Regions from separate parts of the Mus musculus genome. Here region 1 is linked to region 2. Evidence: chromatin contacts called from public ChIA-PET data. All regions are on one chromosome and are shown on one strand. The core of a region is the stretch at or near the end of the contact, and the rest is flanking DNA. Distances in the headings are between cores, read along the strand shown. Region 1 overlaps Nxpe3 (neurexophilin and PC-esterase domain family, member 3). Region 2 has its middle 68 kb from the start of Nfkbiz.

Evidence for each region. ChIA-PET counts read pairs in DNA pulled down with a chosen protein or histone mark.
Region 1: an RNA polymerase II ChIA-PET map of memory CD8 T cells shows a contact between it and region 2, with 17 read pairs. The contact joins two enhancer-like sites. A contact is called at or near these places in 3 of 115 datasets of contacts at active chromatin or transcription factors (effector CD8 T cells, memory CD8 T cells and pancreatic cancer cells) and 1 of 9 other capture datasets (adipose tissue).

Annotation. Positions count from the first base shown.
Region 1 is chr16:55,886,735-55,889,434 of GRCm38.p6, reverse strand. The region is part of intron 2 of Nxpe3 (neurexophilin and PC-esterase domain family, member 3); the gene reads left to right. Among named protein-coding and RNA genes, the nearest start is that of Nxpe3, 7.2 kb to the left of the region's middle. Within about 2 kb of position 1,429, at least 87 of the 459 cell types and tissues checked have an H3K27ac peak or open chromatin away from gene starts, as enhancers often do. A contact at or near this core is called in memory CD8 T cells, where this site is marked.
Region 2 is chr16:55,753,145-55,755,844 of GRCm38.p6, reverse strand. No RefSeq gene overlaps it. Among named protein-coding and RNA genes, the nearest start is that of Nfkbiz, 68 kb to the left of the region's middle. Within about 2 kb of position 1,259, at least 143 of the 459 cell types and tissues checked have an H3K27ac peak or open chromatin away from gene starts, as enhancers often do. A contact at or near this core is called in memory CD8 T cells, where this site is marked.

The sequences.
Region 1 (2,700 bases), core at 180-2,679, 130 kb before region 2:
CAGTCATCGGCAGTCCAGCCTCAGTGAGAGTCACGTCAGCCAGGGCTGCCGTTGTTCTTGTTCCCTGAATTAAAAAAATCCCTAGCTTAAAGGTTTTTTTTTTTTTTTTTAAGATTTATTTATTATTATAGCTAAGTACACTGTCACGGTCTTCAGACACACCAGAAGAGGGTGTCAGATCTCATTACAGATGGTTGTGAGCCACCATATGGTTGCTGGGATTTGAACTCAGGACTTCTGGAAGAACAGTCAGTGCTCTTAACCGCTGAGCCATCTCGCCAGCCTGCTTAAAGGGCTATTAAGAGTCTTCTTTTTTGAACTTCAAATTGTTCCCTGAGATTTTCTACATCTCAACTTAGCTTCACTTACAATTTTATTTTTCCCACCTAAGGGTGGTGGGTCATTGCTGACGATCTCTATCTTTAAGTTCTTTCTTAGGGTGGTGACTGAGTCATTCGTTAGTAGTACTGCCTGGAAGAGATCTAACATTATTATTGTGAGTGCCAGAGATACTGTCCAGTGAGGGGCTGGAAGCCCCTTAGAGTTTTCATGCAGTTCTTAGATTAAGAGGGATGTGAGGGCAGCAAGCTGAGCAGAACTCTTAACAGCATGAAGTCCTCAGGACAGTCCTTGGGCCATGCTAATCTGAGACACACCCGTCCTGCATGTGCCACATTCCATGAGTTCTAGAGCCCTTTGCTGGTCTTCCTGGAAGGCCCTTGGCAGGAAACTAATCGGAATATGTTGTATGGGGGGCGGGGTGTGTGTGTTTTCATTTGTTTTTGTTTGTTTGTTTTCCTGAGACAGGGTTTCCCTGTGTATCCATGGCTGTCCTGGAACTCACTGTGTAGACTAGCCTGACCTTGAATTTACTGAGATTCGCCTGCTTCTGCCTCCCCGGTGCTGGGGTTAAAGGTGTGAACCATCATCACTACTTAGCCTGTTTTCAATAAAAGCAAAAGCAAAAGCAAAAGCAAAATGTTCCTTACAATCATAAATAATAATCATACTTGCATGATGTAGTAATAATGACTGATAGAGCTTGTGAATGTGCTGAGAAGAAAGGAAATGGGAGGTCTCTCCTCCCCCCACCTGCTTAGCCACAGCCTAAGCTGCCTCCCCCTAGTTACAGGCAGACCCCAGCTGGTTAGCTTGACATTCCATACCCTGAAACCACAGTTTCTAAGGCCTCGGTCACAGGGAAGTGCTCTAACACGTCCTTGCACCTGACACTGGGGTGGCGTTGGTGGGGGCATCAGGACAAAAGCCACACCACCGGAAACCCTTCTTTTTCTGTGAGGAGCAAGGAGAGTGGGTACTTTATGGCTGCTTTAGATTGGCTTCCTGAAGGAGGGGACCATGTGGCCTGGCCACTAGCTGAAGGACAGTTGGAGTGGAGGAAGTTGGTAAGTCTGTTTTGAATACCTCTGTATGGCTGATGGGCAGAGACCACGTCTTCCTGAGCCCCTCCCTCACTGAGGGCCTCAGAGACACTAAGCATCCCCCTCTTTCCAGCTCCCTCTGCTGGACACACATAGGATCAAATTTGTGGCACAGTTTCTACAGAAAAGATGCTAACCCTTTTATTCTGTTGCTTATGGTGCTTTTTACAATGCAAGCCTTAACCAAGCAAGGCATTTCTTTGCTTACTCGGGTTCTCAGCACAAGAATTTCTAGAGGCTGAGCCTGAACGTAGGCTTTTTCCTTTCTTCAGCTGGAAATTGCTTTGTGTTGGGGAACAGGACACCTACTCTTACTGTGAAATGGACACAGAGTCCTTTTATTTTTTTGTAAGTACATGAAGAATCTTGATTCTGTTCAAGATTAAAGCGTAATGTCTAGGAATTGATTCCTTTCGTTTGCTTATAAGTAAACAACTAGGTATCATGATAACATAATGGCACGTACAACACCTTTTTATTCTTGATAAAACTGTGTGTGTGTGCGTGTGTGTGTTGAGTGTGAATGCTGCTTGCCACAGCATGCATGCTGATGTCAGAGGACAATATTGGATATTGGTCCTCATCTTCCACTTTGTTTGCATCAGGGCCTCTTTTGTTGTACTTTGCTGTCTGTGGACACCAGCCTAGCAGGTCTGTGATCTCCCGAGAAGGAGGCACTTGTCTCCACCTCCATCTCACTGGAGGATTGCTGAGATTACAGACAGCTGCTATTTATCTGGCTTCGTTCGGGTTCTGGGGATTCAAATTTAGGTTCTCGACTTTGTATGGCAAGAGCCATCTCCCCGACTCCAGCCAGTCAAAGTGAGCTGCAGCACATTCACATTGTACAGCTACTGTACTGTCTGTCTCGGGAACTTCATGCTTGTCCTCCCAGCCTGGAATTCTGGATCTATTAAACAGTTACCCATTCCTTCTTCCCCCCTCAGCCTCTGCCATGTAATTATCAATTTTCTGCCTCTATGGATTTGATGAGCCTAGATGCTGCACACAATGGGATCATAGGATATTTTGCGACTGGGTTGCTTCTGTTCGCATCAGGTCTTCCAAGATTCATCTATATTGAATCCTTACAATCATGAATAATAATTATACTTGCGTGGTGTAGTAATAATGACTGGTAGAGCTTGTGAATGTGCTGAAAAGAAAGGAAATGGGAAGTCTCGCCTTCCCCCAACCTGCTTAGCCACAACTGCCCCCCCCCCCCAATTTCAAGCAGACCCCAGCTGGTTAGCTGGGT
Region 2 (2,700 bases), core at 10-2,509:
TGCTGTCTCGCTTTCTAGATGATAAGTATTCAGGAAGGACCCTTGAACTTGAACAGAACCAAAGTCTCAATTTCAGTTATGAAATCTAAGCAGTGTGTAGTATTGGCATTAGAGAATAAGGAGGTCTTAAGCTTCCTTTTCACACAGCTGATGCTTCCGCAGGAGTTTCCAGTGTCTACTAAATGTCTTCTAACTTCTCATCACAGTTTGCATGCCATTTGAAGCCTCTGTGAAGGTTTTAGACTTCCTGGCTCCTCTGTGCACTGTTTATGTAAGTCGCTGCCATTGGCAGGCCAGAGTGGGAACACATGTTCTCACAGCCATGAGAAGAGGTAACTATGGTATCGAAGGCTGGAGTTGAGAACAGACACACGTTGACACTGATTCAGTGTGCCCTGGGACACACCAGGATGCCTTTCAAAAACGAGATGAAGGTTGATACAAAGACAAATGTGTTTCTTTGCTGCTGGGGCCAGATTTCAGGCTTTCTCTTGGGATTTGTGGCCTTAGTTTTGTGTGTCAGGGTGCCCGTTTAGTAAGGACATCCAATGAACTGTGCTATGGTTCTGGTTCACACTTACTGAGAAACCACTGAAGCTTTCTTTCTTCTTCTTCTTCTTCTTCTTCTTCTTCTTCTTCTTCTTCTTCTTCTTCTTCTTCTTCTTCTTCTTTTTTTCCCCCACTCTAAAAGGAAGATGAGCAACAGACAAGTAATTATGACGTTGCCACCTATATAACATAGGAAGCCACTTTTGTGACCTCATCATGAATTCTGAAATGTGTTACTGACTCGCATGCACTCATTACTGTAAGAGTTCCCAGACCTATTTATCTAACTTTGCATTCCAAGGAAAAAAGAGTTTATTTAGGGAGTTTTCATGTAACAATGCAGTTAAGTAGGTTCTGCTTCCAGGCTAGTCAGTGTGGAAAACTTGGGATCCAATCTCTACTGTCTTCCATGGTCCAGACCAGTAAGGAGAGCAGTTTCCCTACTCTCTTTCCCTTTTATCCCTGATCAGTTGATTGTTACAGTGCACCTGACAGTTCAACGAAGATGAACGATGGTTAAAATGCAAACACCTGGCCATTCATTCACTGGCTTAATGATGGAAAGGACCCAAGTTGGTTTTTACACCACTGGGATTGAAATTTCACAGACCCGGGATGACTCACCGCTTTGCTGTGTCATGAGTTTCATTCTGAAATGAAATACACTCTGTGGTTTCACTTGAGGCTTCGTGTTGATGCAAAAAGGAAATGAGCCCATATTGGGAAGTCGGGTTGAAATACACATATTGTACCAAGTTGTTGCTCAGCCATCCTTACACCCTGTGCTTCGGTCTTACCGCGCATCCTTACAGGATAGGCTTTGGTGTCATCACACTGTTTTATCATCAGTTCACACCTGTCTATCCTCCTCCCTTGTCTGAGAATCGGGTGAAGCAACCAGAATGTACTCAGAGAGCAGCCTGTGAATGAGCCACTGACTATCATTTCTGTGTGGATGACGTTCTTCCTGGGTTGGCACTGAGAAGAGAATGCTCATCTTTTTTTTTTTTTTCTTTTTCTTTTTGGTTTTCCCGAGACAGGGTTTCTCTGTGTAAGCCCTGGCTGTCCTGGAACTCACTCTGTAGACCAGGCTGGCCTCGAACTCAGAAATCCACCTGCTTCTGCCTCCCAAGTGCTGGGATTAAAGGAGTGCTCCACCACCACCCGGTGAGAACGCTCATCTTTATGGTGCCTCCACTCTCGTGAAAATAGTCTTGTTTTACGAAGACCATTTTCATTTTCAATAGTCCATTGTCATTTCATAATAGTAGTTACATCTTCAAACTTGGATAGTCCCCAAGACCAATGAGCAGTGAGAACAGGGAAGAGGAGCAGAAATAAAGCTGTGGTGGAGAATGAAAACAAAACAGAGCAAAACCACCCAAGGCCTTCTACATTCGAGGCAAACACCCTAATACTAGGCCATACCCTCATTTCCAAATATCAATCTTTTAGAAACATATTTTAATATTTCAAACTTATTTTCACATTTTTGCATATGTGCAATGTTCCAGACAACTCTCAGGGTGTTTTATATCCGATTTCCAAGACTGTTAGGGCGAGGTACCAGGCCAGAAAGAGAACAAAAATAAATCCTGTATTGAACAAAATCCAACTAAGTTGTTCCCTTTAGCGTTTAGATAGACAACTTTTCATTCAAAGCCAGATCAACGCTGGTTCCTCCCTTACTCTGAGACCCTAGGGAAGTCACATGACCCAGTCCTGATTTGCTTATTTCCAGGCTGGGAAGTATAATGGTAACTCATACCTCAGCATGAGGCTGTTATGAGGATCAAATGAAATCATCCATTCACCTCACACTTTCAACCCAGAGTACCAATAAATGTGAGCAATAAAAAGTGGGAGCAGGAAGCATCAGGAATAAGTCTCTGAGAGCTGTTTTCAATCTTATTATCTGATTGATTTAGTGTGTGTGTGTGACGTAATGTGGAGTGGGCATGTATCTTTGTGTATGTGATTGTGGGGTGGGTAGAGGTTAACGGTGGACATCTTCCTCTAGCACTCTCCACCTTATTTTTTGAGACAGAGTCTCTCATTGTACCTTAAACTCACCATTTCAGATGGACTCAACTCGTCAGTGCACTCTGGGGGACACTTCTCTCTGCCTGTCCATCTTCCCTAGCACTACTG